Linked DNA regions of Gossypium hirsutum: region 2 is linked to region 1. A link is a contact called in public Hi-C data. All regions are on one chromosome and are shown on one strand. Each heading gives the region's core, a stretch centred on a gene start, on an enhancer-like site or on the middle of the called end of the contact. The rest is flanking DNA. Distances are from core to core; before and after follow the strand shown.

Region 1 (4,559 bases), core at 837-3,336:
AAATTTTATCATTTTAGGGGCCAAAGTGTAATTTTAGTATTATTAATTTAAAATTTTATAAATTATAAAAAAATCTAAATAAAAAAAAATTCTATTTTAGAGAGAGTTGGGTCTTATCAGTCCCCGACTCTGCCACTGCGGGGCTCCAAGAAAAGTATAAATTTGAGATATTGTTGAATTTGATCTTTGAAGAAGTATATTTATATCCACATTGCATTTTTGTATTCCTTCCAAATTGATTAATGAATTAAAATTTTAAATATATTTTATAATTTTTATGAACATAGTAAATTAAATTTGATATTGATGGGACGAAATCAAACCCTATAAAATACTAATCGGTACTTTTTTACCATCGAAAAATAGATTTGGTAATATAATATGATAATAATAAAAAAATCAATCACAATACTACAAGAAAAAAAAATCAAGACATAACTTTTTACATCAAAAACAAACTTTAAAGCAAATGATAAAAACTATGATACTTGAAAGTCTACTCAAAGCTCCATTATAACCAAAAGTCTTGTTACAATATTACAACACAAGCCATCACAACAGCATATACCTCTAACAAAGGTTATCAACAAGTAATCTCAAGCAAACTAAAGAGATAAGTTGAGAATATCACTCAAACAGTGGCTGACTTTGAAACCTAAAAACTCAAAGCTAAAATGCCCCAATGAAAAATCCGACCATACACATTAAAGATCTTCAATGGACACCAAATAGACCTTTGATTGAAGAAAATATTAAACTAGTTTGGGTAGAAAAAGTTGTGAAAACTCAGTTTTTCTCCTTTCTTTTTTTATTTTGCCGACACACACTAAAAAAAATTGAAGCTAATATTTCTGCCCCTACAGCACACGCACATATAGTAGGGCATACTTATAGGCAATGGGCCACCCACATTGTAACACCCTCATACCCGACCAGAATATCGAGTCAAGCAGTAAGATGTTATATTCATTGCCAAAGAAACTTCAATGAAATTCTTATTAAAAATTCTACCTAATAGAGTTAACAGTATAATTTGAGGTTAATATAAAAATTCTAATTTTATCTTAAACTATCACGCCTCAAAATATAGGGGTTAATTAAAATAATAAACCAAGTACTGATTAGGCTTGATGGTCAAGTAGCTAGTGCATTCCTTAGAGGCAAACTTTTGGTTTGTATTTGTATGGTTTGGGATTAATTTAATTACTACATGTTCCTGACATTTTACGAACTTGGCAATGGGAATAAGAAACGTGACTCTTGAGTTGGACAGCTTACTTGCAATCTCTATGATAAAAGAGCAAGCAGCTAGTCATGGTGCTAATGGTTTGGTGTGAGCTATAAGGAGACTGTAGTTGCATTGGGAGGTTGAAGTTGCACTAGTTTATCAGGAAGGGAATAAAGTTGCCGACGCACTAGCAGCAATGGGATTTTCACAAGCATTTGGTGTTCATAGATTTGTTTAGGCTCTAGATGTAGTTCGTCGCGTAGTTGAAGATGATCTTAATGGTACGAGCACTTATAAAATAATTGTTGATTAATCTATTTGATTCCTTTTACCATCAAAAAGAAAATCTAAATTGTAATGAGTTATTTAATTTTTTTCATTGTATTTTAATTTTAAACAAAAGATTTCATTTGTAAAAATATAAAAACTTTAAAATAACTTTTATTAAACAATACATAATTTTTTTAATCAATAAATATTAACTCTATTATAATTTAATTTAATTTTATTCTTTTTAATATTAGATCAATCAAATTAATTTATTTAATAATAAAAAAAAATAACAACCTCAACCCACTCAGCTTCTTAAACATTGTGTCTTCACTCTTTCCTTTTCCTCAATCTCACTCACATTAGAAAGATTTGTACTTACGGTACATTAGTAACAAAGAAATATAAAATATTAAAATTAAAAAAGAAAATAGATTTTGTAATGGGTGCAGAGATGTCTTTTTCTCTTGGGACAAAAAAGGAAATGAAAATTAAGACCCAGCGGGAGGAGCAGATAGCATCACCAGCCCCACCTGGGCATAACATTTTGGGTTTCTGTGTTTTTCGAAGCGTGTGCTATTATATTTTCTTCCTATGATTGAGGGCCTTTGGATGCTCTCTCGCTGTTGCAGCTGCTGCCAACTGCCACTGCCAACCATTCGCTTTTCTCTAATCTCTTCTGCCGTCACCCCCTTTTCTTCTATAACTACGTGTTTTTGCCATATTTACTTACGTTATTATAATTTATTTTTTTATTCAGTATTAATCTGACTTTTTGCCAACTGAATTTTTAATTAATTGGAATGGTAATTTCAGAATTTTGTTACAAATATAATTTCACCAATTATACAATAAATAACTTGACTTTCAAATATATTTTCAGAATTCTTGATGCACGAACTAACTGGTTAGAACATTATTTTGGTCAGTTGTAAATAAACCGATGATTTTACAAACACCACCCACCTTTTTACAATTAACAAATCTTTTTATTGTATAGAAATGGAAGGTGCATCATGTGTAATAAATCAAAGCTTAGATCTCCCATATTTAATTATCAATTTTAGTAATGGAATAATCTTTTTATTATTGGAATAAAAAATTATTATTCTAGATACTTTATTTGTTCCTAACTTTAATAAATTGTTAACCATATTTATATTAAACACTTTTATACAATTCTAATATTTTATTACATAATACTGTAATTCTTAGCGTAAACTATTAAAATTGTCACTTTTATTTACTTTAAATTATATTTTAGTCACTTATATTTAAAATGTTACGTTTTAGTCACTTACGTTATCGCGTTGTGACATTTTAGTAATTGAGCCTTTAATTTCTGTTAACAGTAAGCTGATATGGCACATTAAATCATCATTTCAAATAAAAAATTTAGGTTACTTTATACAATCCGTCCCCATATTTTTTTTTGTTTTGAACAATTTAATTTTTTCTTTTATGTTTTTTAACTTTCTTTTGTCTTTCTTTATTTTCCATTATCTTCCGCTTCTCCCTGTTTTCCTCGCTTCTCTATTTTTTTTAATGTAGTTTTTCTATATTTTCTATTTGTTAAAACTAGTCCCTATACTCTTTTTTAAACAATTTAATTTTTTCGAGTGAGACGAGCTTGTGGACTAGTTTTAACAAATGGAAAATATAGAAAAAAAAACTACGTTAAAAGAAATGAAGAAGAGAGGAAAACAAATAGAGAAGCAGAAAAGAATGGAAAAAAAAAAGAAAGAAAGTTCAAAGAATGTAAAAGAAAAAAATTAAATTGCTTAAAATGAAAAAAATTTAGGGATCAATTGTAAAATTTAACCTAAAAATTTCTTTTAAAATGATGATTTAATGTGTCATGTCAGATTACTTTTACATTGTTAACTGCAATTCATGTCTTAGTGACTAAAATGTTACAACACGATAACGTAAGTGGCTAAAATGTAACATTGCAAACATAAGTAATTAAAATGTAATTTGAGACAAACAAAAATTATCATTTTGATAGTTTACTCTAAAATTTATTTGGGAGGAATTCACTTACCACTATGTAAAACTAAAGTAGTTTTACTCTTTATATCTATCTATACAATTAAAATTTTAACAATCCAACCAATAACTTTAAGATACAAAGTTATTTTATTACTTATAAGCTTATATTTCAATCAAGATAAGAATGATTTATAGTGTTTCTATAGTTACTTTAATTATGTTTATGTTAAGTAGTTATTTTTGAAACTTTTATTTTAATAATGCATTTTTGTCAAGTGAGATACTGAAATTGTGAATTTTTGTCCTTGAAGGTGGCCAGTAGAACATTGGAAATGTGGAGAAAAGAATATGTTAAATTTTAACATATGAAACCCTAATGTTGTAGCAAAATCGTGGTATCAAGTTTAACGAGAGTAGATTGAAACCCTCACATTTAAAGAACGCCACATCAACTCTTGGACTTAACTCATTTCTTAGTCAATAGTTGATGATGACTAATAGTCAAAAGGAATTAGGCTCTGCAAAATTTAAATCGTCCAAGTACTCATAAGAGAAGAAAACAAACGAATAAATACCTCATTTTGGGGATATAAATATCCCATTTTTCATAATAAAAAAGAGTGCATCCTTGTACAATTTGAGAACACCCATTTTTAAAAGAATAGAAGTTGAAAAAGAAGAAGATAAGAAGAGAAAAAAAGAAACGAACCAATTGGGGAGAATCACCTTATTTGGCTTGAATTCTCTCACTCTTCTCTTCTTTTCTTATTTGTTTCTTGGACTATAGTTGGATTTATTTTAATTGTTTTTAATTTGGTATTTATGGGCTAAACGTTTATTAACTAGAATAATTATGGAACCCTAATAAGGGATTATTGGTAATTTGTTAGGGATGTTTAACGCAATATTAAGTTTATTCATTCAAATGTTCTTCATGTTTAATGCTCGCTATTGCCTTATCAACATTAGTGGATAACTGAGTTAATTACTAATTTTAAAAAAGTTGTAATTTATATATTCAAGAGACTCAAATTTTGCTCTGATTAGAAGCATTCAACAGCTGTTGACT
Region 2 (4,559 bases), core at 1,070-3,569, 55 kb before region 1:
TCCATCCTTGGTCCAATCCAGTTAAAAGGCCTCACAATGGTGAACTCGAGGCCATTCTCTGCTCCCTCAGCTGGGATAAATAAGAAGAGAAGTCAGTAAATCCTGTTCAAAGCATCTCAACAGGGCCAGATCATTAAAAATGATGCTAACCATAAATGAGCCTCTCAATCAACTGCTTCGCACATGCATACGACCACCTCTGCTTCTCAATAGAGCCAAAAATGCAGGGTGAGACATCTTCCTTAAGAACATAGTAGGCAGGATCCTATAACATGAATTGCAGACAGTGTCAAAGATTCTAAACTTCATAAACAAAGAACACAATAGTGTCAACTCAAAATACAAAAGGGAAAAGGACCAAGAACACAAAGAAACAAAATGAGAAACATTATCAAACCAATTTCAGCATCTCTGTGAATTAAGAGAAGCATAAAATCTGTGCACAAAGGAATACAGCTTGCTTAAGAACAAAATTCAAATAGTAAACAACCTAGTTTTAACATTTCCCACATGAAGCAACTGGATAAACAAAAGAGCTTATACAACGCATGCATATATACTACAATTACAACTAAAACCGATGCAAGATATCTTCCTAGAGCTAAAGTTGTACAGTAAACACGACTAACAAAAAAAAAATGAAAACACAATTTATATTCAACAAAAATTAGTAGCCTAAAACAAGCATATCAACAATTGGAATGGGATAAATAATTCGCAAGGCTTGAGGCTCTTCTAGCCTATTATTCAGCATTTAACAGGTCCACCAGCAAGGATAGACAACTTTCTAAAAACTTCAAATGAAATCTAATTTTATAAAAACCGCATATCTTGCTATGAACCACTCATTTTACTACTACAATAAATTGTTATTACATCAACAACATAACCTCGCCCTCACCCTTCCGACTCCAAGCCTTTGTGATGTTTGTTGACTATATGAGAAAAAACTTCCAGAAAATATTAAAAGCTCAAATATACGTATACCACCAACAGATCACTATACCATACATGTCACCCGGTTAAAAAACAAATTATAGATGTAGCTTCTTCCTTTTGAAAATACTCAATATAAGTGATGAAGAAAAGAGACAGCGAAAGGTTACCTGACGGAGAGGAGAATCTTTAGGCAGAAAGCTTTGGATGGTTTTACCATACACTTCACAAGTCGAGAAATGAATGAGACGCTTGTTGTTCTCTGAACAGTATTTCACCTACCAAACCATAAACCCACATAAAAAGACAACATTAAGTTCAACTTCGATCTCGAAAACATCAGCAACTATCAAATCCCTCCTCACTCGTATCAATATATTAAAAAAAACCGTTATAAAAAGAGACGCTTATCAAATCTCTCGGCTCATCAACAACAAGCAACTAAAATGGAAAAAAGAAGAAGAAGAAGAAGAAGCAGAAAGAATAAAACCGTCATAAAAGAACTGCTTACCACAGGAAGTGCATCAATAAAATTGCTGTAAATCGTATCGAGCGGGCGTGTATTATAATCTGCCGGAGTACAGATCGCCGCAAGATTTATCGTCTGTATTGTCGCAAAAACAATAACAACTAAATTAGTCAACATAAATCAAGTAAAAAAGTTCTTTTAATATAAAAAAAACTAACAAATCAGGTAAAAATAAAAACTAAATCCTGGAGAACACAATGAGATAAATTAGCTCAACAAAAAAAATTAAAGTTACACAGAATTTAACCAGATCTAAGAAATTAAATCCAAAGAAAACACTAAAGAAACAAAACCAAAAAAAAACAAGAAAGCATTTTAGACAGAAATAAAGAGAAAAAAAAATCCTTGATCTCCAGCAATTGTTTTTGAGAAAGTAAGAAAATAGCAAGAAATGGAAGAAATTACGAGATCTGTCATCTTGATGAGGCCTTCAAGCCTAGAATCGTGCTTGATGTTAAGTCGGTGAAACTGGATACGGCCAGCCCAAGGGAGAGAGTCAGGCTCGAGGAGGTGCTTAATCTTGTCATTGTAAACGTCCAAGGCGAGAACCTTGTGCGGCGTTTCCGACATTAATTTCTCGCAGAGGTGAGAGCCAATGAAGCCTCCCGCTCCAATCATGCATATCGTAATTGGCTTTATTGGTCTCCCGTCCAGATCCATTCTCGAAGCTGCCATTTCAAACGACACCGGTGTTTTCCTTCTTCCGACGCCGGTGGTGAAAAAAGTAATTATTAGCAGAAAGAAAAAAATAGAAAGAGAGAGAGAAATTTGAAGATGGAGAGGAGAGGGGAGAAATGGCCAGGCCTCTTGTATATATGGGGAATGGAGGGAAATGTGAAGCAGAGAAAGACCCCTTTACAGTGCTACATTAAATGAGGGACCGTATTAAAGCCTACTCTCGCGAGTATAGCCACTGCATGTACTCGATTGAGAAGGGAGCATGTGGGAAATTTCATAAATTATATTAGTTACTTAGTAAAAAGTTTTGGGAATCTTTTAGGTTAATTTCATCAAACATCCCCAAACTATCACCTATGTTTTGAATTTGTCTATAAACTTTAAAATATTATAATTGAGCTCTCAAAGTATTAGTATCACATTAATCACATTTTTTGTTAACTTAGGTTGTTTTGATAAGCCATTCAAAATAAATTTTTATTTCATTGAAAATAAAATTTTTCAACAGTTACTACTTCTTTTATTATTATTTGTGTTTGATAACCTTATTAGCTTTTTACTTAACATAAAATTTTCAACAAAAAATATTAGATATAATTAGTAAATAGCTACTTATCACTTAATATGAAAAATATTAAATTCGTTTTATTTTTCAAATCTTATTTTCAAAATAAGTTATTTCTTCATTTTATTAAAAATAATAATATTCAAATTTTATCTTTTAACTTTTATTTTAATTTTTTTAAAAAAAATCTAAATTTATTATTATCAAACAAAACAATTATATCTCGTACTTATTATATATATATATCAAATGGTTTTATAATATAAATCCGTTGCTTATAAAATTTAGTACTAAAAATTAAGTAATTATTTTTTTCAATTTATCAAATACACCATTAACTATTAATTTAAGTGCTAATACTAATTCGAATCTAACATGGAATATATTTAAAATGTAAATCAAATTGTAAATTCGAGTATATTTAATGCATCAACAACTTAAATCCACCTTGTCAAAAAATTGTCCATAAAGTTTAGGAATTTTTTTTTTTAATATGTCCAATCCAGATTGTTCATATAGTGAGCATACGCCTAATCCATGTGTTTATTTATGCTCTAGACTTAAGCAAGCATTTTAATGCCCAAGGTCCTAAGCTAATGATTAGGCTGACAAAAGAAATTTATTGATATAGTGCTAATATTATAATGGCTCATTTATGTTTTGAAATTTAAGAAATTTTATTATACGTATGTACACGTGGAACTATATATTTGCATGTATGAATGTAACTTTTAATAATAATGAATCATATGATTTGAAATTAATATTAGTAACACTATATGTACGAAATTAGAATTAAAAAATAGTTTAAATTGTGATTAAGAAGAATTTAAATATGTAAATGCATTAGATTAATAATTTTAAATACACTTCAATTGTTTCTCATAATATTATCATTTTTCTTAAATTGATATCAAGTTGACTTGTGACACCAACTCAATTACATACATAAATAATAGTATATACATAGAAACAATGTGAATGAAATAATTTGTGTAATACCATTGAAATGTATAAAAGTATCAAAATAAAACTTTGATCGAACTGGTGAAGAAAAGTTTTTGTAGATGCTAGTGGCATGAGTTTAAATCTCAGCATTTGTAAATTTTTATTGATTTTTTAAAATAAAATTAAAAAAATACTCTCATAATAATGTAATTTATTTAAAATATGTAAGATTATTTTAATAACTTCCTTGATTGAGTTGGTGTTAAGTTGACTCGTAACACCAACTCGATCACAAACTTAAATAATAGTATAGATATATCACTTTCTGTTTGAAAATAAAAAAACAGACATATATATTTTAAAATAATATTAAAAGGGAAATTTATTATAGTGCCTGATTGGATAACATAAAGTAATTGGATGAAATTTTTCTAGTAATTACACTTTCTTGTAATTACAAAGAATTCTCAACATGTGTTTGGTTGACAAAGTGTAATTACATTGTAATTCTCTATGTTATGTTTGGTAGTACAAATTGTAATTATACAGTTACATAATTGAAAATATTAATTGCTAAAAAAACATTAGTACAATATTTTTTTAAACGAGTAACAAAAATTAAAATCAAATCATCATATGTAATATATTAGTCCAAGAAAATAGTTGATAATATGATTACCAATAAAATAATATGAAAAATAAACATCATATGCAATTTTATCTAATTGCTCTAATATTCCATATTTGTTAGGTTATTCACTTTCTAACATTTAACATAAACTTCTTATTGTCATCCCCTTCTCCCATGTACTCTTCAATGTATGAATCACCTCAATTCCACCTACGAATGAAGTTATGAAGTATGCAATATGTTAATACAATCCATCCTCTCTCTTTTTTATG

The links. Hi-C and Micro-C count contacts between places; a contact is called where the count stands out from the background.
Region 2: a Hi-C map of leaf shows a contact between it and region 1, with 2.1 times the contacts expected there. The contact joins the promoter of LOC107953303 here to the enhancer-like site in region 1.

Annotation. Positions count from the first base shown.
Region 1 is chrA07:19,507,133-19,511,691 of Gossypium_hirsutum_v2.1, reverse strand. No RefSeq gene overlaps it. Among protein-coding and RNA genes, the nearest start is that of LOC121232192, 4.3 kb to the left of the region's middle. Within about 2 kb of position 2,086, at least 3 of the 9 cell types and tissues checked have an H3K27ac peak or open chromatin away from gene starts, as enhancers often do. A contact at or near this core is called in leaf, where this site is marked.
Region 2 is chrA07:19,562,358-19,566,916 of Gossypium_hirsutum_v2.1, reverse strand. LOC107953303 (UDP-D-apiose/UDP-D-xylose synthase 2) reads right to left here and starts at 2,319. Exons shown (of 9, transcript XM_041117711.1): 1 at 1,871-2,319; 2 at 1,448-1,540; 3 at 1,107-1,214; 4 at 151-265; 5 at 1-70. The coding sequence starts at 2,140.